Regions from separate parts of the Mus musculus genome. Here region 2 is linked to region 1. The links are chromatin contacts, called in public HiChIP or PLAC-seq maps. All regions are on one chromosome and are shown on one strand. Each heading gives the region's core, a stretch centred on a gene start, on an enhancer-like site or on the middle of the called end of the contact. The rest is flanking DNA. Distances are from core to core; before and after follow the strand shown.

Region 1 (7,360 bases), core at 2,199-4,698:
AGCGCTCTAGAGACTCCAGCGGGTACTACGGGGGCCGGGCAGGGGTGGTCCAGGCTCGAAGCCCTACGCCCTGTCTTAGTTCAGCAACACAGCGAAGGTCACTAGCATCACAAGAGGCACCAGCTGGTCTCAGGATCCTATGGGGATTTTTTTTGTCCTCCTTTCATGCCACATCCCTTGCGTCCTTCTGTCCCGTGATAACCTGCGGGATTCCCAGGTCACTCTGGGAAGGGTAGGCTAAGGCAGAAGAGTCAGTCAAGGGACCTTGTGCTACTGGTGGGGCATTGAGCAGATAGCTTTGAAGGCCATAGCTGGATCAGCTTCCAGGCATGACAGAGCTGCTTCCTCTGTTGAAACCGACTGGCATACCAGAGCAGACCGCCTTCCCGACTGCCCTTGGCTTCCTGGATATACTTTAGCCTTTAGGCTACCTGGGGCGACCTAGGCTATGGCCGACAATCCTGATCCTGGGCAAGTTCGGTATGGGCATCACAGAAGAGACCACGTGGCGTGGTTCCCTTCTCTTGCGTTCTCTCAGTCCACCACCACCCCCCGCCGCCGCCCCCAAGTTGAAGGCAGGTATAATTGCCCTGTCTTCTATGTCATAGGGGCCTACTGGTGGAAAGATGTTAGATACAACAAGGTTTAGGATGCTTGGACTCCTTATCTGGGTACCAACTAAGCAGAAAGTGAAGGCAACAGCCCTTCGCTTCCCCTCCCTCCCGCCGCCACGCGGGTTGGGGGGAGGTGCGGTTGCCAAGTCGAAGACTTAGAAGGAAATGACCCCACTGTTTCACTTTTTAATCTGGGGGAACCTGGTCTCTTGGTGCACTAAACAACTTCACCAACAGAATTTGTTAGGTGTCCACAAAGGCCTTCACTAAATGCAAAGAAGTAACTGAAGTACTGCTTTTCCTACTTCGTGGCTTCAGTCCACTCTGAGTCAAAGCCCCTGCTGCCTGGCACCTTCCCCGGTTCAATCCAGTCTAGCCCGCCGGCATTGCGGGAACGTACGTGCAGGAGGCGCTGTGTTGTTGCCACAAACCCAAGAACACCCGGATCAAGGCTTTAAAGGGAGCAGAGTCCATTCTGTAACACCACTCTCGGATTTTGACGATGCTTTTGAGAAACTTCAATGTGGTCTCACGCTATGAATGGCCCCCTTCGCCTTTTAAGTAGACTTGAAAGGGGGGCAAAGTAGATTTGGAAACCGGGCTGAAAGGACGTGTGATATTTTAATTAACTCCTTCCACATGACAGGGCCCCCCAAAAGTCATCAACTTGTTATACACTATATATATATATATATTGCTAAGTTGTTACTACCCACAGGAACCGTCCAAGTCATGCTAGCTGCTGCTGTAGAAAAGCCAAGAGGACATCAGACAATCAACCATGCAGGAACAAGGAAGCTTCTCGGCCCTGCTGGAAGTCCCCAGGACCAGACTGAGGAAGCCACGCATCCCCGCGTTTTACAAATGAAACGGAGATCCTGCTGTCGGTGGGAACTTTGCAAAAAGAATTAGTTTCTGACATATATCCACAGGTACATTTACACAGCCGATGGGAGTGACTTCTAGTCACAGGGGCAAATTGCAGTTGGGGAGAGTTGTCTGCTCTGTTGTGTTCCAGGCGGATTTAATTTCACTCTCATTCCTTTGCTTATAATGTGATGTCTACACACACACACACACACACACACACACACACACACACACACACACACACTTTTTGTTCAAAAAGGAATTGTAATCCAATGCTTTTATCTTTTTTTTTATTTCCTTAACTACACATCTTCACCTTCTCTGCTCTCCTACTGATCTAAGAGATTTATTTGGTTCAAGGATTTAACCTGATTCTCTTGCCAGATTTCAGGGAAGAAAGATTTAAAAGAACAAAGCACGGAGTGTGTGTGTGTTGGGGGGGGGGTAATCTATTTGGAAGACAAGTGAAAACACATTCCTTCACATGAGATTAATTACCTTAAAAAAAAAGCTTTGCAAACCAAGAATATTTTAGTCTCTTGGTGACTTTAAAGTTAACTTGATTGTTTCTAATGGAAATCTAGTATACCTACAGACTGGAGCAACACACAGGAAGGGCCGCACAGTCACACTTACTTCGAAATGCACGAGGTAGTATACATTTTCACGAACACTTGCAGTCAATGGGGGGGGGGGTAAGCACCTTCTCCAAACCTATCACACACTCTGTCTAGCCTAATCTCTTTGGTTAGTCTCTTTCCGCTGGATACGAGGGCAAGCCACTAACTATGAAGAACTGGAAGAAAGCGAGAGACTTTGAGTGGGGGAGAATTTTCCCCATCTACCCAGGACCTTTTGAGAGTCTGATAGCCTAGCCCTGCTCTTCCAGCTCAGAGACGACCAGGCACCTCTGTGGGCTGACTCCAGCTTCAGGCTGGCACCTCATTTAGCGTGGCAGATGCGTTCCAGCACCCAGGCCCATACACTCCCAGTTTATGCCGGTGTTTAGGAAGATGTCCCCTCCCCCTGACCTTTCTCTATCAGAAACCAGACGGTCGCCTCTAGCTTGGTCCCAGAGGCTGTAGAAGGGGGGGAGGAGGAGGAGGAGGAGCCCGGCAGAGAGGCAGGCTTGACTAGGATCCGCCTGCCTTATCACACAAACATCTGCGCGCAGTTTCTTCCTCTTTCTGATCGCTGCAGTTGACAAGGGGAGTGGAGTGGACTGAGGCGGAAAAAAAAAGTTATGTCATAAAAATATAAAACGGTGCTGTGACTCACCTGCTCTTAGCCGCAGGTACGAGTTTCGTGGCAGCGCCTCCGTTCTGCTCGCCAGGAGCCCAGGTCGGCCTAACGTCACTTTGCTCGGCTGACTCAGATGACTGGGTTTCTAGTGACGAGGCAAAAGTGGGGCTTTTCCCCTCTCCAAGCCCCGAAGGCCGGGAAGTAGGGGTAGTCTTCCAGGGTTGAACTTTGGGTCAAGAATCAGGATGAGGGGAGCAAAGGAGCCAAGTGGACCAAGAGCGGAGTCGTAGTAAGGTCCAGGGGGTGGTGAGCACCTCTAGGAGGGAACTCGGGGTCATTCAGCGAGCACGATCCTTGCGCTGTAGCTCTGATGCCACCACCCAGGTCCTTCTCCCGCAGCACAGCTCTTTGGGTCCAGAGCCCTGGCCTGTCCTCCAAGGCACCGCCTATTTTTCCTTTTCTTCTTTTTTTTCCTTTTCTTTTCTTTCTCTTTTTTTCCTTTTCCAAAGGGGGTCACACACACACCCGCCCTATTTTCCTCTTTCCCTAGCCGCGAGGCTTAAACCAATTATACTGCTTTGTAAACAAAGTGAGGGCCAGGTTTGGGGGAGGGGATGGCGGGAGGGGCGCGGGGGGCGCGCGGCGCTGGCGCGGCGGGGCGGGAGGCGCGGCGGCTGGACTGGCGGGCGGCCGCCTCACAGGTGCACCTCGGGCTTTGTAGGTGCGAGCGTCTTTGTGCGGCGGACAAATGGGGAGAGGACGAGGAGGTGGGCACTCCGGCGACGTAAGATCCACATCAGCTCAACTGCACTCGCTTCGCACAGGCCGCCCGCTCACTTCCCGCGGAGGCGCTGCCGGGCGCCGCGCTCCGCGGCCGCCTCCTGTCCCCGGCGCTGCCCCCTCCCGCCGCGCCGCGCCGCCGCCGCCGCGCACGCCGCGCCCCGCAGCGCCGGGCTTCCTCCTCGCCCGGGTGGCGCTGGGCCCTCGAGCGCTCCGGTGACCGCAGCGGCTCCGCGCCCCTCCCCCGCCCCGAGCAGCGCACCCGCCCGTCGCTCCGCACAGGGTTGGATGGTTGTGTCGGCCGGGCTGGCTCCAGGATGTTAGGGACTGTGAAGATGGAAGGGCATGAGAGCAACGACTGGAACAGCTACTACGCGGACACGCAGGAGGTGAGAGGCGGGGAGGCGGTGGGGCGTCCCCAGAGTCGGTGTCCGGGGAGACTCAGGCGAGGTGGGCTCCTGCCCGGACTGGGGCGGGCGGGGTGGGGGCGGCTCGCCCGAGGCGCGGCTTCCAGTGTGGCCCCCACCCGACCTCTCGATCAGCCCGCTGCCCGCTGGGTCCTGGCGCTTGCAACCAGCGGAGAGTTTTGGGAAACTCTGGGCTTTGAAAACACGGGCTCCGGAAGGGAAGCACTTGTCTTTGCCCGCTAGAGAGCCGGGGCTGGAGCCCAGCCCCGGGAGCCGCGGGCGGGCAGGCGGGCTCTGGCTTGAGTAAAGAATAACTGAGAGAGTCGGTGCTCGCTTACCGGGAGGCCTCTCGGTCACACCATGTAATTAGCCGACGTCTTTGGATAAAAATGATCTGTTGCAGAAGTTGGAGTTTTTCGTAAAGAATGATTTCTAAATTTTATAAAACTTAATTCTTCAAAAGCCATTTGTAGAAAAGTGTCTATTCGTTCGTCTCTAGGACCGCTGGGTGGCGCTAGTGCGAACAGAATCTTTTTCCAGAACTCGGGGCCAAGAACCTGTTTCTCTTCATTGTCCCCTTGGTGGCATGTTCACTGGGTTTATTTTACATTGTGCACAAAAGCATTGCGAGGAGAATCAGGTACAGGCAGGGCCACTACCTATTGAAAGTATTTTCTAGAAACAGCTGCCGATTACCTTCAAAAGTGTAATTACCGTTATCGAAAGCGCTTACCGAGAAAGCCTCGTGCGATCTTGGAGAGAGGACTAGAAATAAATCCCAAAGTACTTTAAGATCTGTACAGAAAAGTACAGAGTCCGAAAAGACCTTCGCGGCGATTTATTTATTCGTTTCTGTGTTTCTTTGGGAACCATCTCTTTTTTGAGTCTTCTTTTTGAAATCTATTCATCTCTTATAGTTTCACATGGAGTTACATTTGCTGATGAACATAAATTTAAGGACGTCAATATTTTCTGTTAGATTACCAAATAAGCAGTTATACGTCAGGACTCTTGTTTTTTAGCCACCTAGTTATTATCTCGACTGCTACGGATGGAGATTTCGCTTACCGATAACTTTTAGTAGGCGCTCAGACCACTTTCAGGAGTTTAATTTTGATGCAATCACCTCGGCCCACCAGAGAAGACCCCCATAGAAAGAGCTTTCTTACATCTCAAAGCTGAGAATTAGGAAGCAGAATAGCATTAAGAGAAAGCAAGTAGAGTTTCACTTGGGAATTTTAAGTTGGTCCGAACTATAGCTCTAAAGCCTAGGCTTTGGTGTGAGCAGCAGCAACTATCGGTTACAGGGTGTGTGTGTGTGTGTGTGTGTGTGTGTGTGTGTGTGTGTGTGTGTGTGTGTGAATTGTGTTACCAAAGTTTTCAATTGCCAGAGGACTACAAACAGGTAACAGAATTAACGCGAGGTTTTGTATAGCGTGAAGAGCTATACATGCAAAGTCACGCTAAAGTTAATTGTATGCACCGCGTTGTTCTGGTGTGCAGCTTTTTTTTTTTTTTCATTTTATTTTTTTTCCCAGAACTTTATTTAACTGATAAGTTTGCTTCTTTTTTAAAATACTATCATTGTTACAAGTAGGTGGAAAACATTTCTAAATATAATAACAGAAAGTCATCTTTGGCACCAACTCTTAAGACAAAGCCAGTTGCTGGGAGATGAGTAATTGGGACGGAGGGAGGGTCATATTGACAAATAGGCCAATATGGGTGAGAGTTTAACAGCAGCCAGCACGATGCATCCCGATGTGCGATCAGCGGTGCCTGCCAGCCCTCCACAGGGTGGGTGTCTAGCTGGTACCCGGTTGATCACTCAAGCAGGCCTGTGTGGGTGAAGTGAAGAAGCAGGGGCTCCGACATAAATTCTATTTTCGGAATTTCAAAATTGACCGGGCCAAAAGGCAAGTTGTCTAGGCTGGTCTGGGATTGGATCCTTGGATCTAGCCTGCCGTGGATGAAATGAAGGGACCTTAAAAGCCAGCCCCTGATCCAGGCTTGTAAGGCGATTATGCATCTTCCCGGGGACATATTTTCTGTGAGCATTAATCTTTCCTGCTTGCAGCGCTAGGATTCTCCCCCACGCCCCCGCTATGTAAGCCATCTTTGCGTGGTCAGGAAAAGGCGCCTAACAGTTTGCCCTGGCTGGGGAGTTCCGGAGCTTTGCAGAAATGCTGTTAGCTCGCCCCGGGCTCACCCTGGGCCAGCCAAACTCTGGGGCACACTACTAACCCCGCCCTTCGGGGCCTCTTCCCTCGCTGTCTCCGCTCCAGGCCTACTCCTCTGTCCCTGTCAGCAACATGAACTCCGGCCTGGGCTCTATGAACTCCATGAACACCTACATGACCATGAACACCATGACCACGAGCGGCAACATGACCCCGGCTTCCTTCAACATGTCCTACGCCAACACGGGCTTAGGGGCCGGCCTGAGTCCCGGTGCTGTGGCTGGCATGCCAGGGGCCTCTGCAGGCGCCATGAACAGCATGACTGCGGCGGGCGTCACGGCCATGGGTACGGCGCTGAGCCCGGGAGGCATGGGCTCCATGGGCGCGCAGCCCGCCACCTCCATGAACGGCCTGGGTCCCTACGCCGCCGCCATGAACCCGTGCATGAGTCCCATGGCGTACGCGCCGTCCAACCTGGGCCGCAGCCGCGCGGGGGGCGGCGGCGACGCCAAGACATTCAAGCGCAGCTACCCTCACGCCAAGCCGCCTTACTCCTACATCTCGCTCATCACGATGGCCATCCAGCAGGCGCCCAGCAAGATGCTCACGCTGAGCGAGATCTACCAGTGGATCATGGACCTCTTCCCCTATTACCGCCAGAACCAGCAGCGCTGGCAGAACTCCATCCGCCACTCGCTGTCCTTCAACGATTGTTTCGTCAAGGTGGCACGATCCCCGGACAAGCCAGGCAAGGGCTCCTACTGGACGCTGCACCCGGACTCCGGCAACATGTTCGAGAACGGCTGCTACTTGCGCCGCCAAAAGCGCTTCAAGTGTGAGAAGCAGCCGGGGGCCGGAGGTGGGAGTGGGGGCGGCGGCTCCAAAGGGGGCCCAGAAAGTCGCAAGGACCCCTCAGGCCCGGGGAACCCCAGCGCCGAGTCACCCCTTCACCGGGGTGTGCACGGAAAGGCTAGCCAGCTAGAGGGCGCGCCGGCCCCAGGGCCCGCCGCCAGCCCCCAGACTCTGGACCACAGCGGGGCCACGGCGACAGGGGGCGCTTCGGAGTTGAAGTCTCCAGCGTCTTCATCTGCGCCCCCCATAAGCTCCGGGCCAGGGGCGCTAGCATCTGTACCCCCCTCTCACCCGGCTCACGGCCTGGCACCCCACGAATCTCAGCTGCATCTGAAAGGGGATCCCCACTACTCCTTTAATCACCCCTTCTCCATCAACAACCTCATGTCCTCCTCCGAGCAACAGCACAAGCTGG
Region 2 (7,360 bases), core at 1,246-3,745, 330 kb after region 1:
AGTGCATCCTGCCTCCAGCTTGTGACTCACTTAGTCTAGATAGAGTGGGGAGTGGAAGTCACTATCTAAAACAAGTTATCCAGAAAAGCTTATATATCATATAGAAGGGAGTGGGGAGGTTTTTTGTTTTATCGATAGTATCATTTGAGGCTCTAAAATGGGCTGGTGTGTTGATGGGGGAGGGTGGTCATCTAAGAAAAAATAAGAAACCAATGATATGAGGTTTGGTATAACAAGAGACAGCCATTTCCTTCCTTCCTTCCTTCCTTCCTTCCTTCCTTCCTTCCTTCCTTCCTTCCTTCCTTTCTTCTTTCTTTCTTTCTTTTTTTTCTTTCTTTTTTTCTTTTTTTTCTTTCTTTTTTTCTTTTCTTTCTTTCTTTCTTTCTTTCTTTCTTTCTTTCTTTCTTTCTTTCTTTCTTTTTTTTGTGTTTTGTTTTGTTTTCGAGAGACAGGGTTTTTCTGTGTAGCCCTGTCTGTCCTGGAACTCACTTTGTAGACCAGGCTGGCTTCAAACTCAGAAATCTACCTGCCTCTGCCTCCCAAGTGCTGGGATTAAAGGCGTGTGCCACCACCACCTGGCTGAGACAGCCATTTTAAAGTGAACAGTCATTGCCACTTAGCACATTCACAGTGTTGTGGAGCCACCATCTTTATCTAGCTTCCAAGTATTTCCTCCAACCCTCTGCAGGTTCTCAGAATCAAATGAGTCACTTGTTTCAAACCATAATCAAACAGCAAATTAAATCATTAGTTGGAAATGAGGGACCCCATGTACACATACCTAAGATAAAAATTGTTACAGAAATTCCCTGAAGTGTTCTTTTATTTATAAGCTTGTAACAACATTTCCAGAACACTTTCCATTCTGAAGTTTCCCACAGGAGTCAAGGACAGCTGGCCTAATGCACACAATAGCTTGCAGAGTAAGCTGTCTCTGTAGCGGAACTGTTTCAGAACAAATACTATGAACTTCTCTCTTTTGCCTCTACAGATTTCTTCTTACCTCAGACTCGCTGGACTGACTCTTAGACCCCTGTGGTCTGTGTGTTCTGTATTATAATTCTCTCGTTTAATCCCAAATAATTTCATTGCCTTTAGAAATGCTCTGCTATCATTCAGGCAGGTAGACCAAAAAAGAAATAAGGTACCCATTAAGTGGTCATCTTTTTCTTCTCTTTGTTAGCATTTTGTCTAAGCGCTGCCTGACTCACTATAAAAGGGACTGCTTGCCCCCTCCTCTCTGTCTCTCTTGCTCTTGCCTTCTTGCTCCCTCCCCCTCCCCTCCCATTAACCTCCCCCCCCTCTCCACGTGCTCATGGTCAGCCTCTTCTTTCTCTTCTCTTCTCTTCTCTTCTCTTCTCTTCTCTTCTCTTCTCTTCTCTTCTCTTCTCCTTCTCCTTCTCCTTCTCCTTTCCCCCACCCCTGCCTCTACTACCCTCTTGACTCCCCCCTCCCCCCATGCCCTGAATAAACTCTATTCTACACTATACTGTTGTGTGTGTGGTCCCTCAGGGAGAAGGATGCCTCAGCATGGGCCTACCGAGGGACCCCCTTCCCCTACACCTGACTACACCTCCATAGAACATATCCCCCCCAGCCAGGCGGTGGAGGGGCACGCCTTTAATCCCAGCACTTGGGAGGCAGAGGCAGGCGGATTTCTGAGTTTGAGGCCAGCCTGGTCTACAGAGTGAGTTCCAGGACAGCCAGGGCTATACAGAGAAATCCTGTCTCGAAAATCAAAAAAACAAACAACAAAACAAAACAAAACAAAACAAAACAAAACAAAACAAAAGAACATACCCCCCCCCGCTTTAATCTTTTTATTTTATTTTATTTTATTTTATTTTATTTTATTTTATTTTATTATGAACACATCATATGATGCGAATCTCTGCAGGTTTGCATCCCTCCTGCTATCACAGGACCCTGCCCCTTGCGTTCTGCCACGTTGCTTTCCCATGCTGACCATCTGGTGCCCCTATACTTGAACTCTCTCTTGAGTGGGACTCCTGCGCTCTGCCCGCCAAGGCTGGCACCACCCCTGCCTGGCTGCTTGGCTCGCAGCCGCGGGAAAAACAGTTTTGGCCCTGCCTGCCCTATTTGCCCCTGTTGCTGTCGCCACTGCCTTCTTTGACCACTATTGTAGCTGCTTTTGGATGTCTTTGTTGCCTGGCTGCCTGCCTCAGCTGCGAGAAAAACGGTTTTCGCCCTGTCCAAGAAGCCACACGCCTGTACTTGTTCACACTCGCCCACAAGGGCGTGTGAGTTCTCTCTCTCTCTCCTCTCTCTCCGTCTCTCTTCTCTCCTCTCTCTTGGGAAGTGAGCGGCTAGTCCTGCCATTGGCCACAAGAATACCCTGGCCACAAGAATAGTGCACAAGTTACTAGGATATGGGATGCTACTTCAGGCGCTCCCCGCTCCCCGACCCCAAGCACTGGGTCGCTGCTTCCTGCCTTTGGAGGAAGTCCCACCCTGCTCGGTCTAAGTAAACACACTGCACAACTGCCCGCTGCTGCTGTCAACACCGCTGTCTCGAAATGAAGGCAGAGACAGCCAGTCTCTCTTGAATGCCATCTGACCTATTTTGCCTCCTAGCGATCTGTGCTTTTCAGACTGTGCAGGTGTCCCATGCCACCAGCCAGCCAGGGTATTCGAGCCTGGTGCCTCAACAGCACATACTCGCGCACCTGTCTCCACGGTCCAGCCTGCTCTCTTTACAATCCAGTTCATCAAGGATACATGCCTGTGCCCGCAGCCTCTTCTCACAGCCTGCCCACTGACTTTGTGTCACAGGCCTGGACCCACTGGGACAAGCTCACTTTCTGTCACCATGATCTTATGCCACTGCTGTCAGCTCTCTGGTCCACACCAACTCTAAGTCAAGTGTTTCTCTACTACTACAAAGCCAAATATTTCTCTGCTAATGCAAAATGTGTTTTTCTTTACTTACACCACATGTCAAAGTTACTTAAGATTTTCGTTCCTATCCTGTCTTGATAAATAATGATTTTTGCTACTGCCATTAAATTATGGTGTGCTCTATTCAGATATGACCAATTGATATAGCTCTCAATCTTGTCAGAAGTCTGCTAATTATTAATATACTTAAGTTTATGACAGACAGAATCTCCCAAGACCTAACAACTTACCCCCAAGGTCTCAGAGGATATGGACACAACTACAAGAGGCTGCCTGGGTTGTGGTATGATAACCAATCAGAAACACAGTGGACAAAACTGGATACCCTGAGTCAAATGACATATATGGTCTAAATCAAGGTAAGCCATTTCTCACACTTGTCCATTCCACGGGAAAAAGAAAAAAGCCCTCCATCTTCTGGGCTTGAAAGCCAGACTGACTACGCCCACATTGCCATCGAGACCATAGAGACCATAGAGACCATAGGGAACTGTTAGGACTATAGGTACACTCTGCCACTTTTTAAATAATATATGACTGCTAGATTATAACTTATTCTTCCTCAGATTTATGACTCCATTGACAGCTAAGGTAACTGTAGCTGGACAGATAGAAAACAGACCTAACTCTTCACCTAAACTCAGTTTCTAGGGACTAGTTCAGCTGTAAGCTTTCACAGATGTAATCTGTTATTTCTTACACAAACTCAGTTTCCATCAACTAAATGCTTCATATTTCCTATTTTTTGCTATGTCACTGTCCTAACATTATTCGAGTTCTTATAAATTTGCCTAACTCTAACAAAACATTCCACTATATGATCCAACGATATAATCACAAATTCTTTTTCTTTCTGTTCCACAAAAGGCTCATCTTAAAGAATGTGCATGTTGGGGCTGGTGAGATGGCTTAGTGGTTAAGAGCGCTCTTCCGAAGGTCCCCAGTTCAAATCCCAGCAACCACATGGTGGCTCACAACCATCCCTAACGAAATCTGATGCCCTCTTCTGGAGTGTCTGAGGACAGCTACAGTGTACTTACATATAATAAATAAAATAAATCTAAAAAAAAAAGAATGTGCATGTTATTCAGTCATGTTGTTATCTCTTTTATAAACTTATAAGCTACAGGAAACCCACTCAGACCTACCTCTCATGGACCAAATAGACTCCATCCAGATAAGTATATCTGCTAATCAATAGCCTACAGTTCCCTTACTACCTATTTCAGAGGATGGGACTCCTCTGGGTTTCAAATGTACATCTAAGAAAAAAATTCTTCCTCCTAAATGCACTTAGTCTTATTCTCTACCTATGATATATGTATGTGCGTATCAGCATCTTGTGAAGTCCAGCACTTACTACATCAAAGACAGCTCCAGAGAAGTGACCTACAGATGCTCCAACCTTCCCTCACAGACATAGATGCTTCTAGTGGACTTCTTCCTTCTGATCTATCCACAGACGGTTCCATAGACCCTGGGCAGTAAAGGAAACAGCCAACTCTTCTAAGGCTGGACCAACATCCCCATACCCATTTCCTTAGGTTTCCTGGAGACATGTCACCCCAAAGCCAGCAGGAATTAGTTGAAGATTACAACAACCCTAGTCCTGCTCCACCATCACTTCCTCCTATTTTTTTCCTTTTTAATTAAACCAAAATGGGGGACTGTTAGCATTTTGTTTAAGCTCTGCCCCACAGTTACCAGGCAACAGCTGGGTGTGTCTGACTCATTATTAAAGGGGCTGCTTGTTCCCTCCTCTCTTTCTTTTTTTTGTTTTTTGTTTTTTTTTTTTTGTTTTTGTTTTTGTTTTTGTTTTTTTTGAGACAGGGTTTCTCTGTATAGCTCTGGCTGTCCTGGAACTCACTTTGTAGAGCAGGCTGGCCTCGAACTCAGAAATCCGCCTGCCTCTGCCTCCTGAGTGCTGGGATTAAAGGCGTGCATCACCACGTCCGGTGCCCCTCCTCTCTTTCTTGCTTTCTCTTGTTCTTCCCTTCTTGCTTCCACTTCTCTCCCCATTCTCCTCCCCTCTCTCTTTCCACGTGCTCGCACCTCTCTCTCTCTCTCTCTCCCCCCCCCTCTCTCTCTCTCCCTCTCTCTCTCTCTCTCTCTCTCTCTCTCTGTGTGTGTGTGTGTGTGTGTGTGTGTGTGTGTGACTTCTCTCTTGACTCCCCTCCCCATGCCCTGAATAAACTCTATTCTATACTATACTATTGTGTGGCTGGTCCCTCGGGGGAAAGGATGCCTCAGCATCCCTTCCCCCTTTCTATGTCTTTTTCTAAACACATCACTCTTCACTCCCACATCCCTGTAACCACCAAGCTGATTTCTGACTGATGCATTTAACTGCTTGGATATTTCAAATAAGTGAAATCATACAATATGTAGTTATGTGTGTCTGAATGAAAGAATTTCATAAAAAATAAGCCAGTTTTTCCCATTGTGACAGGAGAAAAATCAAGAATGTGAGTATAACTCTTGAAAGACACATTGATTTAGAGGTCAGAAGATGAAGCAGTGTTGACTGCCTCCGTCAGATGGATGGGTAATAAAAAAGACAAAATTAATAAATGGGGACAGGTGTTTAACGAGATGGAGATGAGAGTAGGTGAGGAAGTCTGAGGTTGTAAAGTGGTCATCTCCGAGAGTGGTAATTGAATTGATTAATCAAATGTATATGATAAGGGAGATAATTTTGCTTCAACAGAGTTATGAGGTTTTAGGAAAGCAGTAGAAGAGGGTAAGTGCAGAGAATTATAATAACAGATCCTAGATTCTATTGACATGTTAAAGTAGGGAAAAAAGTAGGATAGGTATTGAGAAATATCCAAGCCCATGTATTTGAATACTTTCAACAACAAAAAATTGTTACAGTGTAATTTTAAAAGGTATTAGAAGTATTTGGGATGGCGATCACAGTTGGAATATTTAAAATCAGTATTTTATAGGTACTACTGCCATGCTGATAACAAAGTCCATATATTAAAAGCCAAGAAGTAGTCTAAGGGTCTGGAGAGATGACTTACTCAATAAAGTTCTTGTTAAATGATCGGAAGAACTCAGTTCAGATCTCTAGCGTCCAATGTGAAAAGCCATGCACTGTGGTTTGTACCAGGAATCCCAAAACTGAGAAGGTAGAGACATATGAACCTTTGCAGCTTATTGGCTAGCTAGTCTTGTTAAATCAGTAAGTCCTGGGCTCAGTACCAGACCCTGTCTCAATAAAATTAAGTGGAGAGCTATAAAGATACCCAACATTGACCTCTGACCTCTACACACATGATCATACACAAAACTGTGTTGTTTTAGGCTCACTTCTGCTATTACAATAATACCCTGACAAAAGTAACTAAGAGGAGAAACGGCTTTTTTTTTTAACTCAAAATATCAAGTTTTGGAGTTGGAGAGATGGCTCAGTGGTTAAGAGCACTGTCTGATTTTCCAGAGTTCCTGAGTTCGATTCCCAGCAACCACATGGTGGCTCACTATCATCTGTAATGGGATCTTCTGGCATGAAGGCATACATGCAGATAGAGCACTCATGTATAAAATTAAAAATACATAAAATCTTTTTACAAAAAACTAAAAAAAAAAAAAATCAAGTTCTGATCTGTTCCAGTGACAGAGTCATATTGGCAGAAGCTTGAGAAAGCTGCGAGCATCACAACCACGGTGAAAAGCAGAGAGAAAGGAACCTAGGAATGAAGGCCAAGGGAACAAAGAAGCAAAACCCTTCCGCATCTTTTTATCTGGGCTGCCACCAGAGGCATCACTGTGCATATAGGTCAGGTCTTTCCAAATGACTTATGAACCCCTGTCTTAGTCCTCCACAGACATGTCCACAGGCCAATCTGGTGTAGACAGTCTCTCATTGAAAGTTTCTTCCCAGGGGATTCTAGGTTGTTGTAACCAGAGAACTATAACTAGCTGCCAAACATGAACATACATATACTGATATGTTTATAAAAATATATAGAGAGATAAGAGGATATGTTCTATGGAGGTGTGGTGAGGTATGGAGGAAGGGGATGTCTCAGCGGACCCAGGGTGAGGCATCCCTTCCCCCTGAGGGACCAGCCACACAATAATATAGTATAGTATAGTATAGTATAGTATAGTATAGTATAGTATAGTATAGTATAGAATAGAGTTTATTCAGGGCATGGAGAGGGGAGTTAAGAGGGTAGTAGAAGCCAGGCGGGGTGGCACATGCCTTTAATCCCAGCATTCAGGAGGCAGAGGCAGGTGGATTTCTGAGTTCAAGGCCAGCCTGGTCTACAAACTGAGTTCCAGGACAGCCAGGGCTACACAGAGAAACCCTGTCTCGAAAAACCAAAACCAAAAAAAAAAAAAAAAAAAAAAAAAAGAGGGTAGTAGAGGCAGAGAAAGGGAGAGAGAGAAGTAGAGGCTGGCCATGGCCATGATGAGCACCTGGAGAGAG

Evidence for each region. HiChIP or PLAC-seq counts read pairs in DNA pulled down with a chosen protein or histone mark.
Region 2: a contact with region 1 is called in an H3K4me3 HiChIP or PLAC-seq map of craniofacial prominence, with 3 times the contacts expected there. The contact joins the enhancer-like site here to the promoter of Foxa1 in region 1. A contact is called at or near these places in 6 of 39 promoter capture datasets (the HPC-7 cell line, cranial neural crest, embryonic stem cells and 3 more), 2 of 484 Hi-C or Micro-C datasets (embryonic stem cells and liver), 7 of 115 datasets of contacts at active chromatin or transcription factors (craniofacial prominence, embryonic stem cells, neural tube and 2 more) and 1 of 9 other capture datasets (pancreatic islet).

Annotation. Positions count from the first base shown.
Region 1 is chr12:57,542,199-57,549,558 of GRCm38.p6, reverse strand. It overlaps Foxa1 (forkhead box A1), which reads left to right and starts at 3,448. Exons shown (of 2, transcript NM_008259.4): 1 at 3,448-3,895; 2 at 6,199-7,360. The coding sequence starts at 3,824. It also overlaps a transcript of Ttc6 not described here.
Region 2 is chr12:57,206,861-57,214,220 of GRCm38.p6, reverse strand. No RefSeq gene overlaps it. Among named protein-coding and RNA genes, the nearest start is that of Slc25a21, 13 kb to the right of the region's middle. Within about 2 kb of position 2,495, at least 172 of the 459 cell types and tissues checked have an H3K27ac peak or open chromatin away from gene starts, as enhancers often do. A contact at or near this core is called in craniofacial prominence, embryonic stem cells, liver and 2 more, where this site is marked.